Linked DNA regions of Gossypium raimondii: region 1 is linked to region 2. A link is a contact called in public Hi-C data. All regions are on one chromosome and are shown on one strand. The core of a region is the stretch at or near the end of the contact, and the rest is flanking DNA. Distances in the headings are between cores, read along the strand shown.

Region 1 (4,281 bases), core at 1,173-3,672, 240 kb after region 2:
TGGATCCTTAGAACCTGTGTCAGATTTCATCAAACTAATCATGGCAGCAAAAGCCAAATAAACTGACTTCTGCTTATCATATTTTAGATCCACATTACAAGTACTCATAACAGTTTCGATCATGTATTAAAAGGGACTAAAATAAAATAACAAAAAGGATGGTATATTACAGAGTTGTTGCAACCCTTGACCGGTCAACACCTGATCCCTTTCTGCATCCACGCTTCTGCCTATTGGCTAAATTCTGTACAAAATCAAAAAAAGAAAAAACTAAAAAAATAAAGAAATGATAAATCAAGCAGGCAGCAATAAACAAAATAAAAGCAGTAATTAGTCTTACATCTTTATCCAGTTCATCAATTTTCCCCTTTATAAATCGAGCAACTCTTAAAACTTCATCAATGTCTTTCTCCATTCGCTGTTTGATAGCTACAGATGATAATAGCATCCATCATGAGCTTTAAGTTCAAAACAGGGTAACCAAAATTCAGTTAATTAAGAATAGGCTTTTATTTTATATATTCTCAACATCAAAGTGATAAATGAAAAGATACAAGCACAGACCTCATCATTTGTTTTCCCTGCAACTTTCACTGAACTATGAATGTAAGAGAAGCATGAAACAGAATATTGCTTACATTTCATGGCAGGAGCCTTAGTTACTGTCCTTGATTCCTCATGTGCATCCTGCATAAAATATTTGAATGAAAATGGCATCCGAACATCTTAATCAATAGCCAATGATGTCGCTCACAAGATTCATCACTCACAAATCATCCAGCAAGTATGTATCTTGGCCTTGGATTCATGAAACACTAAATGGAAAAACTTGGAATTTAGCAACCTAAATAGATTTCTTCACTATAGGTTTTATGGCTCTAGAGAGAGCGGGATGCTAGTGCTTTCACACTGCAGTCTTGAAAATCATAAAAACAATACTAAAGCTGAACAAACCTTAAAATCAGGAAGGGGTGAAAGATTAAGTAATGTCAAAGCTCAGGAAAGATCCAAGCCAAAATTTTTGCTCTTCTTCCATATCAGTCTTAAAAACTGAGGAATCCTCAAGGTTTCAGTCAGTTTTAGATGAATTACATCCAACAATTCCTAAAATTCATACTAGTAAGCAAAATATTGAAGACAGATATCTTGAAGCTTTGGTATCATACAAGGAATCGGGAAATATATTAAATAAGATACCTGAAGCATTTTGAGTAGCTTATCCAGCTTCTCATATTGTTTATCTATCTCTTGAACCTGGAAAAGACAAAACATAGTATGAGATCAGTGATTCAAGCCATAGCTTATGCCATAAAGAAATTTAATTCCGCCTAAAGAGATGAACACGAAGAAAAGTTGCAATTGCAGTTACGAATCCAATATATTGCTGCTTAGCTTACAGAGGATAGTTATTACATCAAGAAGTCTATAGCACCTTTACAAAGAATTCTTGAAGACAGAGTTCTCCAGAGTTCATTGGAGCTCCTAACTCGACATCTCTACCTTGGGATCCACCTCTAGGGATTTCACAGGACTCCTGCAAGAAATAGAGCACGAGTGCAACTAGTTTATACCAAGCCAAGATAAAAATTACTAAAGCATAATTCAAAGCAGACAAGCTCATCTGCTTATTCTAAACAGACCAAGAATTTACAAAGAGAGCCATCTGAAAATATCTTAATTATACCTAAAAACATTTTTCTATCCACACAAAATTTAAAAATTATATAACACAAGTTCATGCTTAGTTTTTTTCCTTTTAAATTCAACGAATGCTGATTACATTCCTTTACAAGCTTAAGTTATAAGTTCTTTTGATCTAGTTTTCAATACCTAAGACTAACTAATTAATTAGCTTGATAAACTTCTAAATTGATTCAATTCCTACTGAATTAACAGCAATTTCTATTAACCTTCGTCTTATAAGAAAAATGAGCTCACTAGTCTCCTGACAATCATTTCCCAATAACATTAAATTTCTTTTTTTTAATCAGGATCCAAATAAAATATACAAAATGCAGCTATCCTCATCAATAAAAATAATAAAGAAAAACTTAAATCGAAACAAAAACCAACACAGGCAAACAAATAATAAGTAGCAACAATTCGAAAATTGCAAAATGTTACCGTTAAAAGGTTGTTCATTGTGGAAAGATGAACAAGACTCAACGAAGCTTCAAAGAGAAGAAACCAAAAAATGGAGAAAGCTAAAACGAAATTATTAAAAACATATTAAATATAAAATGTGATTAATTAATATTAATATTAATTAATAATAACACAATAACTATTATAATTGTTGATAAGACCTGGTTTTTTTTTTACATTTAAAAAAACCAGGTCTTTTTTTAAATTTTAGGGTTTCAACTTTTTTTTTCTTTTATTTTCCCTGTGAATTTTTAAGAGAGAAAAGGGAGAAACAAAAGAGGTGGGGATCCGTTTCAGAAGAATGGCAAAAGCAAACTTTAAAAAAGCGTGGAGACAGATTATCAAGTACGGTGAATTGTAGGAAATTTATTTAATCATAGGCGTTGAAATTTGTAGGTCCCTCGTTTGATGGATGATTAACGGCCATTGTTGATTAGACACGGTTTCAGATGAGGAACATTCTTTCTCTTTTAGAGTTAGGTCCGCGGAAACTCGAAACTTTGATTTTCCTTGTCTGAAAATGATTCTTTTTAACTTACACATTTGTCCTAGTTACCTTCATTTGTGGGCGGCGCCACGTTGGAGCAAAGCATTCAGCTTGTACAAGGCTATTTTTTCAACCCATTTTAAATATAAATTTTATTTAATATTTTTATAACCTTTATTGTAATTATAATTACATGATTTATAAAATATATTTAATATTGCACATATGTGAAGGATAATGTTTATAAATATATGACCAAGTGGTGTGGGGTTTTTTTTTTCCTTCATTTTATTGTTTGAAATATAATACGCGTAACTATACTCATTTTCCTTTATCGACTTTTATTTAGATGAATAAATAAATTTTTTGTTAGAATTTGATATTACAATATAAATTATTAAAATTGATAAAATTAAAATTAAAATTAAAAAATAATTTATAAAATATATTATATATCATTTTACTGATTTTATTGGAATTTTTAAAATTATACTAACAGATCATTTTGGTAGTTAGAATTTTTAAACGTATATTTTTGCAAAAAGTATTATTATTTTTTGAATTAAAAGCACATTATTTAGTATATTAATAGTTTATTTTACAAATAAAAACTATTAAGTAAAAAATATATAATAATATATTTTTAAATTAATATTTTTCGTATCAAGATCTAGAAGGGGGGTTCATCCTCTGGCTCCAACTTTTTATTTACTTACTATTTTCTCTTATTCAACGTTCAACATTTTCATCCCTTCAACTACCTTGGATCATTGGCGGGCTGACTCAATCAAATATTTATATAAAACAATTGAACCTTCCCCATTTCCTACATAAATCTACTTCTGTCTTAAAAAAAAAAAAAAACCTTTGCATCTGCCTGTCTTAACATGTCAAAGGTACATACATCTCTAGATTTCATTTTAATTATGTTGCCTTTGGATCTTTATTTCATTTTTCTGAAAGCTTGTTAATATAAAGGGTTTGATTTTTACTGATCAGTTGTTTTGATCGTTTAATTGGGGAAAATGAATCTGGGTTTCTTTTCTTGGCTTGTGAAATAATGTAGAGATAATCATCCATGTTGATAAATACTGTCTGTTGAAGAAGATCTTGATTGTCTTGTGTATCTGTCAAAGGTAATTTAGTGCTGGGGTTGCATTGGGGAACTGTTTTTCTTGTTTCAGATAGTTTGAATATTCTTACATGTTGTAATGTATTAAATTGGACCAAAAAGAAATTTTATATACCAAATTAAGAAAAAAACATCAAGTTCTAATATCAAAGTGGGCAAAAGAAGCTTAGGTACCAAATAATATATTAATCTTTTTAAAAATAAGTACCATATTTTAACGGAATAGTAAAAATGTAAAAAAATTAATATGATATATTTTAATAATTAAATGTAAATAGAAATATTTTTTCTATTTTTTAAACTATAAAATAAGCTATTTGGGCAAGTCGTGCCTAGACCTAATAATGGGTCGGGCGATATGTAAAATTTTATAAAATTGGCCTAGCTTGACTCAAAAAATAGGTCTAAAATTTTGCCCAAGCTCGACTTGGATAAAAAATGCTAAATCCGAGCTTGGCTCGGCCTGTCCGTATTAATTTTTATATATATTATTTTTATATAAAGCAAATTAAAAATA
Region 2 (4,480 bases), core at 1,818-4,317:
AAAAATAATAACAATAAGATTAATTTATAAAAGAATCTTATAAGTTATAATATACGATTATATAACTTATCTTTAAAGTAAATTATCTATTTTATAATTTTAAAAAGCAAGAGTGAAAAACAAATTGCCCAAAGAAAATAATTTATATATAAATGTGAAAACAACTATGCATATTATTTATTAAAGCTAATTAATGAATAAAACGTAAATGTATATAAATTACAATGTTGTCTACACTAGATTGGATCGGTTGGGGTATCAATTTAGAAAAAGTCACTAGATTAGTTAATTTAAACATCGGTATGGATCTTTGAATCGAACAAAAATATTAGTTGAATCGAATAATTAAACTAATTTTTATTTAATTAAATTGAATAAACTGACTAAATTAATTGAATTAAATAAATTACCAAACCAATAATCTAATTGATTTGATGATGGATACGATATCAAAAATTTTGACTAATTAATGTAAACCTAATAATGGAAGATACGAAATTTTGGAGGTTTACAAAAATCCCGAGGTGTATGAGCCAAAAGCCAAGCTTTCAAGATGTAACGTCAAATGTGACAACTCGATTCATAAAAAGTATATTTGAAATGGTCAAATTAAATTTATAAATGTAATAAGATTTTAAATTTAAATTTTATTATACATATGTAGTTTTTTAATATAAAAATAAAAAATTAATGATTTTTATTTGATAAATTGTATTGGAATTTTTTGATTTTATAAGGTAGATAAAGAAAAATCGTTATGTATCTTATTTATTTAATATTTTAAATACTAATTAAAGATGGGAGATAATTTCTTAACATTTGTGAAATTAAATAACTTAATAATTATCTTATTAGTGAACATTAATTCATTATATAAGCCACTTTAAGTTGAGATTTTGAAACTCTTTTACTTTATTTTTGGGCTAAAAGATCAAAAGGCTTTTAGTAAAAATTTTTTTAAAAAACACTAAAAATTTAAACAGATGGAATTCATTTGTATTAATTGGGGTTAAAATTAAATTAATTTAAAAAATTAACAGAAGTCATTATCAATTAACTTGATCGTTAATTTTTGTTGATATGATAAATGATAAGTCTAAAATATGGTTTAAATTAGTCAAATATACTAAAAAAATTATTGGTAAAATAGGTTGCTCTTTTTTAAATTTAGAGAAATATGTCGTTTTTTTTAAAGAGTGTATAAAAGTGTGTTAAGCTGGACAAGCGTTCATGCTGACACATTAGGGAAAGCATACTAAACTAGGGGTGAGCATTCGATCGAATCGAAAATTTTTAAGTTAATCAAGTTTTCGAATCTCATTTTATCATCCTAACTTTATTTGAAGTTTTCTCGAATCGAGTCTAGTGAGATGGAATTCGAATCGAATCGAATATATTTGTTCGAGTTAAATTTTAAAAAATAATTTTGGGTCCTTGTAACCACTGTCACCCATCGTAATAAAATTTATCCACCTTAATCAATTTTTTTTATTAACTTTCATCACCTCATAATTTATTTATTAATTTTTTATATACTAGTTAGCTTCTTTGCTTGCTTAGTTGTTTCAATTATCTTCAGATTCTTGTCACTATGTATTTTGGAATTAAAAATATATTAAATGTAAAAATATGATTTTTAATAAAAGTTATTTTAAAAATAAAATGTGAAATTGATACCAATATAAAATTTTAACACAAATATTTTATGGCATAATTAATAATTCAATTTTAATATAAATATTCAATATGACTAAACAATTCAATAATATAAATAATATAAAATGTGAAATTTAATTTAATAATATAAATAGTAGATATAAATAAAATTATTACTATTTATGTTTAGTGGTTTTTTTTGGATAATTTTGATTTTTTATTTTAGAGTAAATGGTGAGAAGTAAAAGTTTAGGGGGAAAATAAAAGGTTTTGGGGAATAAAAGTTTGAGAGAAAGTAAATAGGGGGAGTAAAATTTTGGAGGGAAAATATTAAAAAAAAATTGGAGGGGGGAGGGTTTAGGGTAGATGAGAGGTGGGATGAGAAGGGAATAAAAATTTTAGGGAAAAAGTGGGAGGGAGTAAAATTTTGAGAAAAAGTAAATGGGAGAGTATAATTTTGGTGGGAAATGAATTTTGGGTAGATTGGGGGGTTGGGAGGAGACAGGAGTAAAAGTTTTGGGAGGAAAGTGGGAAGGAGTAAAACTTTTGAGGGAAAAGTAAAAAGGTTTGGGAGTTTGGGGTAAAAATATAAAATATTATAGTTTGATATTCGAATTATTCGAGTTATTCGAATTCAAAAACTCAACTCAATTCGAACTCGAAATTTGAAAAAAAAAATTGAGTTGATTCGAATAACTCGAATAACTCGATTCGTTTAACTCGAAATTAGAATTTTTTTATTTTTTCGAGTCGAATCGAATTTTACTCACCCCTATACTAAACGCGTTTTTTGATAATTACAAAGAAAGCGTGTCTAGTTAGACACACTTTCCCTAACAAGTCAATAGAAAACCTCGTTCAGCTGGTGCACTTTCTCCACTCAACTGGACGCACTTTCACACTCTCTCTCCAAAAATGATTTATTTCCCTAAATTTTTTTAAAAAAATCGACCTATGGTACCAATTTTTTCGGCATATTCAACTAATTTAATCTAAAATATGGCAAATGATAATCTATTCCGTTATTAAAAAAAATTAAAATCCACAAAAATTCAAAAAAAGAAATACTCCTCCATCTCAATAAACTTATCACATATTATTATTTAATGATTAAATGACTTTTTTATTATTTTAAATTCATTGTTGATAAGGTCTCTTTTTAAAAAAATGATAGTAAAAAGGGTTTTACTTCATATAGATATGTATGTATGAAGATATTTAATTAATAAGGATGAAAGGGAGTGGTAGCATGCATGGCCAAACAGTTGGAGCATGAGAGAAGGGACAAAGGAAGCCGAGCTGGTTGAACTCCATTATACAGTTGGCTACAAATGGCGGGACCCCAACAAACTCTTCAATTGAATATACTTCTAAACCCCTTTCTCTGCCGCCCTTTAATTACCCCCCCCCCCCCACTTCATCTTTTTCTTACTTTTAACGTTCATTCATTCCTCTTCAAACTTTTCCTTCATAAGAGAGGGTTGAAGAAACACAAAGTATTGTTTCAAATTTGGGTTTTCGAAAACAAGGCAAAAGATGAGGGAAGTGATCAGCATTCATATTGGGCAAGCTGGAATTCAGGTTGGGAATGCTTGTTGGGAGCTTTACTGCCTTGAACATGGAATTCAACCTGATGGGATGATGCCTGGGTACGTTTTGGAACTGGCTTTTCTTCTTTCTTCTGGTAGAAATAGAAATTTCTTCTAATGAATTATGCTTCATGAAAATGGGGTTTTGGTATGAATTGAAGTAAAGCTATAGAATTCAACATAATTTTGTTATGTACTTATTGGATTTCCGCTTTATTTTTTCACTGTTTTGTTGTTCTTTAATAAGCGATTATGAACAATTTGATCAAACTTCTTGCTCATGTGTCTTCACCTCATTAGCTTCCCTAATTCTTTGCTTATAGTGTTCAAATATATAATAGGAGTTCAATAGCAACCAATGCATGTCGGTGACTACTAATTCTTCAGTGAGATAATTTTCAAAGCCTAACAAAATTCTATAAATGGATCACCAATCATTTAATTTGAACCTAACAAAATTCTTTTGTGTTTGATTGCAGTGACACCTCTGTGGGTGCTTGTCATGATGCTTTCAATACCTTCTTTAGCGAGACCGGGTCCGGCAAGCATGTGCCGAGAGCTATATTTGTTGATCTAGAGCCCACTGTGATTGATGAAGTTAGATCTGGGGCTTTTAGACAACTCTTTCATCCAGAGCAGCTTATTTCTGGCAAGGAAGATGCTGCTAACAACTTTGCTAGAGGACATTATACAGGTACAACAATCTCTTCTGCTGTTCCTAAATAGCAGTTTTATTACATCTGGTCACTGGATTAAACTTCTTCGTTGATGTTGCCTGCTGCAGTTGGTAGGGAGATTGTGGATCTTTGCCTTGACCGAATAAGAAAATTGGCTGACAACTGTACTGGTCTGCAAGGATTTTTGGTATTCAATGCTGTTGGTGGTGGAACTGGTTCTGGTTTGGGTTCATTGCTTTTGGAGCGCTTATCTGTTGACTATGGAAAGAAGTCAAAACTCGGCTTCACCATCTTCCCTTCTCCTCAGGTAATTCCCTGAACACTTTAGGGAAATGTATGAGATAATCTAGTTGTTTGCTTAGATTTGCTGTAAAAAAAAGAACAAAAAGAAACTCAATCAATAACACTTTATGAATTATATACAAAAGACTCAATGAAAAATAAGAACTCAAGACACTTTTTTATTCACTGATTTACATCCTTTATATAGGCTGAAACTACAACAACTTTAGCTAAAAAATAGGATAACTCAGAAGCAAAATCACAATCAGATATTAA

The links. Hi-C and Micro-C count contacts between places; a contact is called where the count stands out from the background.
Region 1: a Hi-C map of leaf shows a contact between it and region 2, with 2.4 times the contacts expected there. The contact joins the promoter of LOC105804450 here to the promoter of LOC105804456 in region 2. A contact is called at or near these places in 2 of 2 Hi-C or Micro-C datasets (both in leaf).

Annotation. Positions count from the first base shown.
Region 1 is chr11:16,417,427-16,421,707 of ASM2569854v1, forward strand. LOC105804450 (syntaxin-132) reads right to left here and starts at 2,423. Exons shown (of 13, transcript XM_012637081.2): 1 at 2,125-2,423; 2 at 1,433-1,534; 3 at 1,198-1,254; 4 at 639-687; 5 at 341-429; 6 at 171-244. The coding sequence starts at 2,142.
Region 2 is chr11:16,178,645-16,183,124 of ASM2569854v1, forward strand. LOC105804456 (tubulin alpha-5 chain) reads left to right here and starts at 3,068. Exons shown (of 5, transcript XM_012637097.2): 1 at 3,068-3,305; 2 at 3,725-3,939; 3 at 4,030-4,229. The coding sequence starts at 3,193.